Linked DNA regions of Mus musculus: regions 1 and 3 are each linked to region 2. A link is a contact called in public HiChIP or PLAC-seq data. All regions are on one chromosome and are shown on one strand. Each heading gives the region's core, a stretch centred on a gene start, on an enhancer-like site or on the middle of the called end of the contact. The rest is flanking DNA. Distances are from core to core; before and after follow the strand shown.

What was found. HiChIP or PLAC-seq counts read pairs in DNA pulled down with a chosen protein or histone mark.
Region 1: an HNF4G HiChIP or PLAC-seq map of pancreatic cancer cells shows a contact between it and region 2. The contact joins two enhancer-like sites. A contact is called at or near these places in 1 of 39 promoter capture datasets (liver), 2 of 484 Hi-C or Micro-C datasets (cerebellum and cerebral cortex), 1 of 115 datasets of contacts at active chromatin or transcription factors (pancreatic cancer cells) and 1 of 9 other capture datasets (embryonic stem cells).
Region 3: an H3K27ac HiChIP or PLAC-seq map of embryonic stem cells shows a contact between it and region 2, with 5 times the contacts expected there. The contact joins two enhancer-like sites. A contact is called at or near these places in 1 of 39 promoter capture datasets (hippocampal neurons), 20 of 484 Hi-C or Micro-C datasets (B cells, the Ba/F3 cell line, the C2C12 cell line and 14 more) and 4 of 115 datasets of contacts at active chromatin or transcription factors (astrocytes and embryonic stem cells).

Annotation. Positions count from the first base shown.
Region 1 is chr4:141,998,637-142,001,336 of GRCm38.p6, forward strand. All of the region lies in intron 2 of Fhad1 (forkhead-associated (FHA) phosphopeptide binding domain 1), which reads right to left. Among named protein-coding and RNA genes, the nearest start is that of Fhad1, 12 kb to the right of the region's middle. Within about 2 kb of position 1,260, at least 103 of the 459 cell types and tissues checked have an H3K27ac peak or open chromatin away from gene starts, as enhancers often do. A contact at or near this core is called in embryonic stem cells, liver and pancreatic cancer cells, where this site is marked.
Region 2 is chr4:143,237,293-143,239,992 of GRCm38.p6, forward strand. No RefSeq gene overlaps it. Among named protein-coding and RNA genes, the nearest start is that of Gm52493, 19 kb to the left of the region's middle. Within about 2 kb of position 1,414, at least 62 of the 459 cell types and tissues checked have an H3K27ac peak or open chromatin away from gene starts, as enhancers often do. A contact at or near this core is called in embryonic stem cells, liver and pancreatic cancer cells, where this site is marked.
Region 3 is chr4:142,165,561-142,168,260 of GRCm38.p6, forward strand. The region is part of intron 5 of Kazn (kazrin, periplakin interacting protein); the gene reads right to left. Among named protein-coding and RNA genes, the nearest start is that of Gm35581, 40 kb to the left of the region's middle. Within about 2 kb of position 1,396, at least 74 of the 459 cell types and tissues checked have an H3K27ac peak or open chromatin away from gene starts, as enhancers often do. A contact at or near this core is called in embryonic stem cells, where this site is marked.

The DNA of each region.
Region 1 (2,700 bases), core at 10-2,509, 1.2 Mb before region 2:
CGTGACAACACTAATACTTCCTGGACAAAATGCTCCCTGAGACTTCACGCAAGTGCCACCCTGTGCCCACAGGCAAGGCGCGCTGCAGGTTCTGACAGGCTTATTGCACATGAAACTTAAAATAGTAGCCCAGGGAGGGAGAGATTTAGAGTAAGACGGGTAGTGAAAACTTAGCAAAACAGGAAGTAAATAAAAAGCTAATCAACCAGCTATAGCCACAAACCCCAGTTCCAGCAGTGGTTCTCAGCCTTCCTAATGCTGCTTTCACACAGTTCCACAAGCTGTGGTGACGCCAACCATAACATTATTTTAGTTGCTACTTCTTTTTTTTTTTTAAGATTTATTTATTATATGTAAGTACACTGTAGCTGTCTTCAGACACTCCAGAAGGCGGCATCAGATCTCATTATGGATGGTTGTGAGCCACCATGTGGTTGCTGGGATTTGAACTTCGGACCTTCGGAAGAGCAGTCAGGTGCTCTTACCCACTGAGCCATCTCACCAGCCCCCTAGTTGCTACTTGTGGTTGCTGGGATTTGAACTTCGGACCTTCGGAAGAGCAGTCAGGTGCTCTTACCCACTGAGCCATCTCACCAGCCCCCTAGTTTTTTTTTTTTTTTAAAGATTTTTTTATTTATTATTATATGTAAGTACACTGTAGCTGTCTTCAGACACACCAGAAGAGGGAGTCAGATCTTGTTACGGATGGTTGTGAGCCACCATGTGGTTGCTGGGATTTGAACTCTGGACCTTTGGAAGAGCAGTCGGGTGCTCTTACCCACTGAGCCATCTCACCAGCCCTAGTTGCTACTTCTTAACTGTAACTTTGTTACTTTTAGGGTAGCAACCCGCAGGTTGAGAACCACTAAATTACAGCTTGCTTCAGGGCACAAACCCATTTTCCTGCTTCCAAGATTACATTTCAGAAACATTCCAAAGTGCTCAAAGAAAACCTCCCAGAAAAAGGACCAGGTTCCTTTGATAACGCTAATGGTGTACAGTTGCATATCAATAACCTAGCCCTTTTACCAGTTACCTCAAGGTGGTAATATTGCCACGTATGCAAATATGCATATTTGCATATGTATATCTACCGTTGCTCTTTTAAAGAGACAGTGGTAAAACTGTTCAAAGTCTATTTTTTTCTCCTTCTCAGTTAGCTGAGTAAATTATTAACTGGCACGGCCCTAGGCAAACAGAAGAGGGCTCAGTCCCTTCTTCTTTGAGGGATTGAGCAGAGTGTTCCCAGGGAAGGTTGGTAAACTCACAGCGGGGCAGGTAGAAAGCATTTTTGACTTTGCCAGCGGATCAGGAAGTTGCACGAGGCAGCAGCCACATGAACAGGCAAGGCTGTGTCCTGATAAAACTCCATGTACAAGGCAGTTACTGGACTCTGCTCAGTGCAAGAAATAAAATAATTGTTCATTTTAAAAAGTGCCTTGAGCCAGCTTAGGTCCAAATGCAGACAAACAGAGACTCTGGCTCCTCACCCAGACTCTAATTGCCTGTCCACATGAACTCAAGACAGAGGAAGGGCTGGGCATGGCGGCGCACGTTTTTAATCCCAGCATTTGGGAGGCTGAGGCAGGCGGATCTCTGAGTTCCAGGCTAGCCTGATCTACATAGTAAGTTCAGGTCAGCCAGAGCAACATAGAGAGACCATGTCACAAAAGCAAAAACAAACAGCAACAAAATGAGAGTATAAGATTATCAAGATTATTATTATCATCATATATTTTTATATATTATATATTACATACTATATAATATAATGCATTATATATTATATTATATAACATATTGTATGTGATATATTATAATATGTGGTATATAATAATTTATATATTATATAGTATTGCTATAAAGATTATTGTGCTTGACAAGCTTTAAAATGAACAGGCTATAAAACATGTGTACATACGCGCGCACACACACACACAAGTGAAAATAAAATAAAAATCTTTTAAACAAATGAAATAGAGACAAATGTAAGCAGGAAAGGAAAAGAGAAGGCTCCAGCGACCGACCGCTGGGATTGTACTCGTGGTCACTCAGCCAATGAGGAAAGGGCTTGCACTGGGGTCACAGTAACTGTTCTCTGTGCTCAGTCATGGGTCAGCCACGCTGGTCAGCATTGAGGCAAGTGTTAAGTTGTAAACTGTCCTCCCTCGAGTTCACTAGTCTGAGTCAGTGCTCTTGTGTGTGTGTGGGGGGGGGGTAGACGGGGCGGGGTGGGGGGAGCACATTTCCCACACTCAGAGACCGGAGCTTGCTCCCTGCCTGCCCTGGTTAAGGGGACAGGATTTATCTTTAAGCAACTCTGGCTCCACTTGATTCTCTGCCTCTTCCCACTTGACATGGGGTGAGTGTGTGCTGTCTGGGCCTCAGGTAACCACCTGCATTTCGACGAGACAGGAGGCGTCTCCCAAGATTATGGGCCAGCTAGCCTGGTATACACGGTGACGAAGAAGACATCCTGTGTCTCGAAAGTGGAAGATGAGGGACAGCACCTGAGGTTGTCCTCTGTCCTCTACACATATGCCATGGCAAACACACACACACACACACACACACACACACACACACACACATTTTTTTTTTTTTTAAGATAGAAAGCTGGGGAACTGAGTCCTTGTGTGTGGACATACATCTACAGAAACTCAAAAGGAGAAGATCCATGACTCTCGTGGATCTGCTTGG
Region 2 (2,700 bases), core at 164-2,663:
GGAAGGGAGAGTTTGCAATACAAAAAAAAAAAAAAAAAGTAGCCTAGTTCTAACCATGATGGGCAAGCAGACGATGACAGAGACAGCCACCTAGTGCACAGTCCCGATGCTCTAATTGTCTCAGATGAGACACCGTGGAGCAGAGTCATTATCCTGACAGCTCGGCCTATCTCTCAGACTATGGATGTCAAGAAGGCAGAAACTGGGAGTCAACTCCACGTCACAGGGAACGTTATTGTAGAGGTTTTTCTTCAAAGGGGGGTGGGTGGAGATAAGGATAAATAAAATTCATTTTCTTAGACTATGTAGGGGTAAGAAAATCAGAAAAGAATCTAAATTTAACTGAATTAAAGACTTATTTCCAAACTGGGTGGTGGTGGTGCACACCTTTAATCCCAGCATTTGGGAGGCAGAGGCAGGCGGATCTCTGAGTTCGAGGCCAGCCTGGTCTACAGAGTGAGTTCCAGGACAAAAACCCTGTCCAAAAAAAAAAAAAAAAGAGAAAGAGAAAAAGAAAAAAGAAAACAGATTTTTTTTCATACAATATATTCTGATTATGGTTTCCCTTCCCTCTACCCCCCCCACCAGTCCCTCCCCATCTGGATCTACCTTCCCCCTTCATTGGAAGACAAACTGGCATCTAAGGAATAATAACAAAATAATATTCAGATAAGAATAGGGCAAAGGAAACACACAGAAGGAAAAGAACCCAAGGGAAGCCACAAGAAACAGATCTAGACGACACAGTGACACACTTGTTTGCACATTCAGGAATCCAATAAAAACCCAAAGATGGAAGTCGTTTTATATATATATATATAATATTTTACATATTATATATATGTAAAAGCTGTAGGGTAAAAATAAATAAAAGTAAAATTAAAAAAAAATACAGAGTCCTAATGTGACATTATGAGACAAGTCACCTCCAAAAAAACATTGAGTTCTTTGTTGGCCACTGAAAGGAGACTTCCTTACAGATAATATTGTTTGATTTGCAAGTGATTAGCACGTGGAGATAGTTTCTGCATGAGTAATGGGGGAAGTTTCAGGTAGCTATTCTGGAATTTATTGTGTAAATCCTGCCGGCCTCAAAAATCACAGACACGCCTGCCTCTGCCTCGCAAGCAATGGAATGTAAAATGGTGGCCCCACGCCCTGCTAAATGCTTTCTTTTATAAGTCGCCGCCGCGGGGGTCGGGGATCGCGGTGTTTTTGTCAGAGCTGTAAAAAGGTAACTAAAGCTGGTGGCTTGGAATCCTGAACATGTCTTAGCTGTCACTTCCTCCACCTCCCCATTAAGGATGCACACCAAAATCTCCTTTACTTACGCAGCATTGGCTCCAATCTATTTTCCCTTACTGCTCAGCTGCAGATAGACCTTTGAAACCTGCGGAAAGTTCCAGACTTTCCAGTTATGACACGGTTTTGTGACCTCAGGCTACTTTATCGGTTTTCTCACTTCACAAGGTCACTGGACGGCCAGTGTCAGCATTATCTTGTTTTGTTTTCGAATTTAGCAGCAGAAATAACATTCATTTAATCGCCTTTTCCCTCTTCCTCCTTTCATCCTCTTTCTAAACATAAACATTGACAGCTTTTTAAATTTCCTGCTATTCTGAACTATTTTGTTCCTTTCTAATAGCAATGCCGTTTATGTAGACCATGGCGCCGCCTCGTGGCCAAGTGGGACAATTACATTTAATTTTTGGTTTTGTGGGTTTTTTGGAGGGGGTTGATTTGGTTTTGTTTAAGATGCTGAGGTGTGTTAGAGTTAAGATGACAGGAGATAGAATACGGAGGTTGCCTTTTAAAGAGGTAAAATCTCTTGTCTGACTGTCTGTAAGAGCTGAAAAAATTTCTGGGACACCCGCCTATCAGTGCTAAAGTCAGCCGAGTCCAGGACAGTTGGGGGTGAGCTGGTTCCTCTGGGCTTTTTTTACCCTGCCATGCTGCTTTGTACAGAGTGAAGTTTGGGGCCCATGCTTTAGATACAAGAAAGGATTATGAAAGGGCTGAAAGATGGTGCAATTTCCTGACAGGATTTGGCATGGGCTTGGGGGAGCGGGGGAGAGGTGGGGCTTGGGGGAGCCACAGATGGAAGACCTGAGGTGGTGCAGGGAGAGCCAGGCGGAGAACCCTTTAGGCTGAAGAGAGAGGACTATAAAGGATGTACACCAATCTTGAAGGTTGTACAGCTTGAGGGTGGGTTTTATCAAACGATTTTTCAGGGCTAGAGAAATGGCAGAGGCCCCAAGTTCAGCTTCCAGCACCCGACCTGGGTTGTTCACAGTTGCCTGTAACTCCTGCACTGTAAGGGTCCGAAAAGCGCTGAAGGAAGACCCCAGACTCAGTGCACAAAGACAGAGAGGGTTGATTCTATAGAAACGACCAGCAGGTGCGGGTCAACCATTCTCCAAAATGGCGACCTCAGACAAAGGCCCAAAGGCCTTCTTGTAGGGAAGCAGGGAAACTCTCTAGAAGGAGTAGGTAATCTGGAATGGGATTGGTAGGAGCCAAACAGTGACATTAGTAGAACTTTGATTGGCTACTATGTTAGTTAGTTCTGCTATATTTAGAGAGTGGGTTAGGTAATCTAAAATTTCATTGGTGGGTGCTGGGGAGGTCACAGGGGTCGGCTTCTGATTGGCTTGTGCCAGGAAGTCAGTGGTCCACAATCCTGCGTTATGAATGTTTAAC
Region 3 (2,700 bases), core at 146-2,645, 1.1 Mb before region 2:
TCAAGGCCACCATATCCTGATGGGACAGAAGACTACCTTCGGGGCCCTGCCAAGACCCATCATCAGGGAGGGTGGGGGCCCCAGAACCCTGTTCCTAGATTCCAGAGAGTGAGGTTACCCTAATTGCATTAGGTATTGTAACCCCATACACCCTGACTTTTCATGGAAATTCTAAAGTCCCAATTCTTAAACTATTTTTAAGCTCTTTCTTAAAAAAACATTTATTTATTTATTTATTACATATAAGTACACTGTAGCTCTCTTCAGACACACCAGAAGAAGGCATCAGATCCCATTACAGGTAGTTATGAGCCACCATGTGGTTGCTGGGAATTGAACTCAGGACCTCTGGAAGAACAGTCGGTGCTCTTAACTGCTGAGCCATCTCTCCAGCCCTATTTTTAAGCTCTTAAATGTCCCTTATAGCACAGGGAACTTGAGCAGTCTGGCTCTGCAGATACCAGCTGTGTGACCCTGGAAAAGTCCCTTACGCTCTGCTCCGAGTGTCGAATGGGGAAGCTTTCTTTATGAGGCAGAGCTTTAGAGAGGAGCAGAGCTCCGGGCTGCACATGCTGGTGTTTCTGCCTGGCTGTGCCTAACCACTCCAGGCTAAGGATGAAAGCTGTCGGCAGTGGACTCGATTAGAGGGTGCCAGACGAGCAGTCTTGGAGCCTAGGGCGAGAGTAGGGCCAGAGTCTTAGTAGGGGAAAGCCAGGCCATCCAGGCCAGCCAAGGAAGAGATTAACACGCAAACTACAATCAGAGTCCCTGCAGGGCGCTCACCCTCCTCACACCAGGAAGCCCTGGCGGGTGGCGCTTCCTCCCCTCCCCCAGAGGTCATCAGCAGGAGGGAAGTGGGGGGCAGGGCATGATGGGATGTGTTTGTTCTCCAGGTTTTGGTGGGGAGTCCAGGAAAGTCCTCCTAAAAATAGCAGGTGGGGGTAGGTGGGGTGGGGGAGGGGGTGAGCACCAACAGTCCCTAGACTTGAAAAGGATATTTCTGGAAACCACATTGGCCGTCAACTCTTCTCCCCTCCCTTCCAGTGAGCGGCATCCTTAAAGGGCGACTTTTGTGTGTGAGGCCATTAGCAAACAAGACAATGGCTTGTATTCAGTCCCGTCCTGAGAGAGAGACGACCAGGGCGTCAGGTTGCAAAACAACAAGCTGAGTGGCCTCAGGAGCTCAGTCTGGCACCTTCTCTGGGCTTTGGTCCTCAGAAGGGGCCCGGGGCACCCAGTGATTTGGGGACTGCCCTCAGGACTGCAGTTTCCCATGGGAGATGCGGCAAGGCTCTACAAAGTTCCATGCAGGTGACAGCCAATCTCCAAGTACAGAACAGAAGCGCGCAGTTGTGGAACAGGAACATTCAAGAGCAGATCCCAGGACAGATGGCCTGGGTTCAAAGCCCCAGCTCTGCCATGCTTTAGTGAGACCCAGAGCAAGTTACCGCGTTGTAGCCTTTTAGTATCTGCCATAGGGATGGACATATGCACGCACGCATTCACTCACGCAGAGAGACGAATGGGTGCGTATGTGCGCATGCATGAGTACACACACACACACACACACACACACACACACACACACACACACACACACACCAACTCTTCCCGTGCAGGAGTGGTCTGATCAGTCCTCATCCCTGTGGTCACTTCTGCTCAAAAGCTGGAAAGAGCTGGGGAGATGATGGCTCAGTCAGTCCTGTTGTAAACACAAGGACCCGAGTTCGAATCCCCAGAACCCACATTTGAAAAGCTGGGTGTGGCAAGGTGTGTCTCTAATCCCAGCGAGGATAGGAGAATCTCCAGAGCTCAGGGGTCGGCAAAAATCTCTTGAGTTCCAGGCTAATGAGAGACCTTTCTCAAGAAGTAGGGGAGACAGTGTCCTGAGGAAGTCCCGACCTGGCCATGCAGGCCCAGGGCGTGCACAGAGAGCTCCCAGGTGTTCTTTGGCTGTTACTATAGGGGGCAGGTGTGACAACAGGCCTTCTCCTTGCATTGAGGGTCAGAGCCCCATTCCTGACCGGCTTTTGGTATCACAAAACACACTCTGCCCATCACTGTCCACTGAGAGCTGCTTCTTCCCGCTGCTTCCCCATTTGGACTTTAAAATGATACTTGTAACACTTACTTATTTTGTGAGTTTTGCGTATGGCATAGAAAGTGTGTGGTTAGAGGACAGCTGGCGGGAGCTGGTGCTCTCCCTCCACCGTGTGGGTCCTGAGGACTGAGTTCAGGTCCACAAGCCTGACGGTGGACGTTTACACACTGGTGAGCGCCTTTACACAGCGAGAGAGCCGTCTCACCTCAGCAAGGGTCACCTCTACACCAGCATCCCTATGATCCTGCCTGGGAGACTACTCTTCCATTCAGTGTCCCCGACTGTGATGGGTAACACCCCCACGAAGAGAGAGGAAAGGTTGTCTCAGAGCCTCTCTCTAACCCCCACTTTGCTGCTGTTACCCTAGGAACCAGACATCTCCAACCAAAGTGGGGGTGCAGGAGGGGGGGGCTGGAACCACCTGCGCCATCTTTTAAACTGGGGCGGGGAATGGGAGTTTCATGGCAATACAGGAAGTCTACTGTACTTAAGATCTCTATAAAATATTTAGACAGCCATGGCCAGATATAACAGTGATTATACATTTAAATGTTAATGAGTATAATTAGACTGAAAGATTAGCCAAGCCTATCACTAAA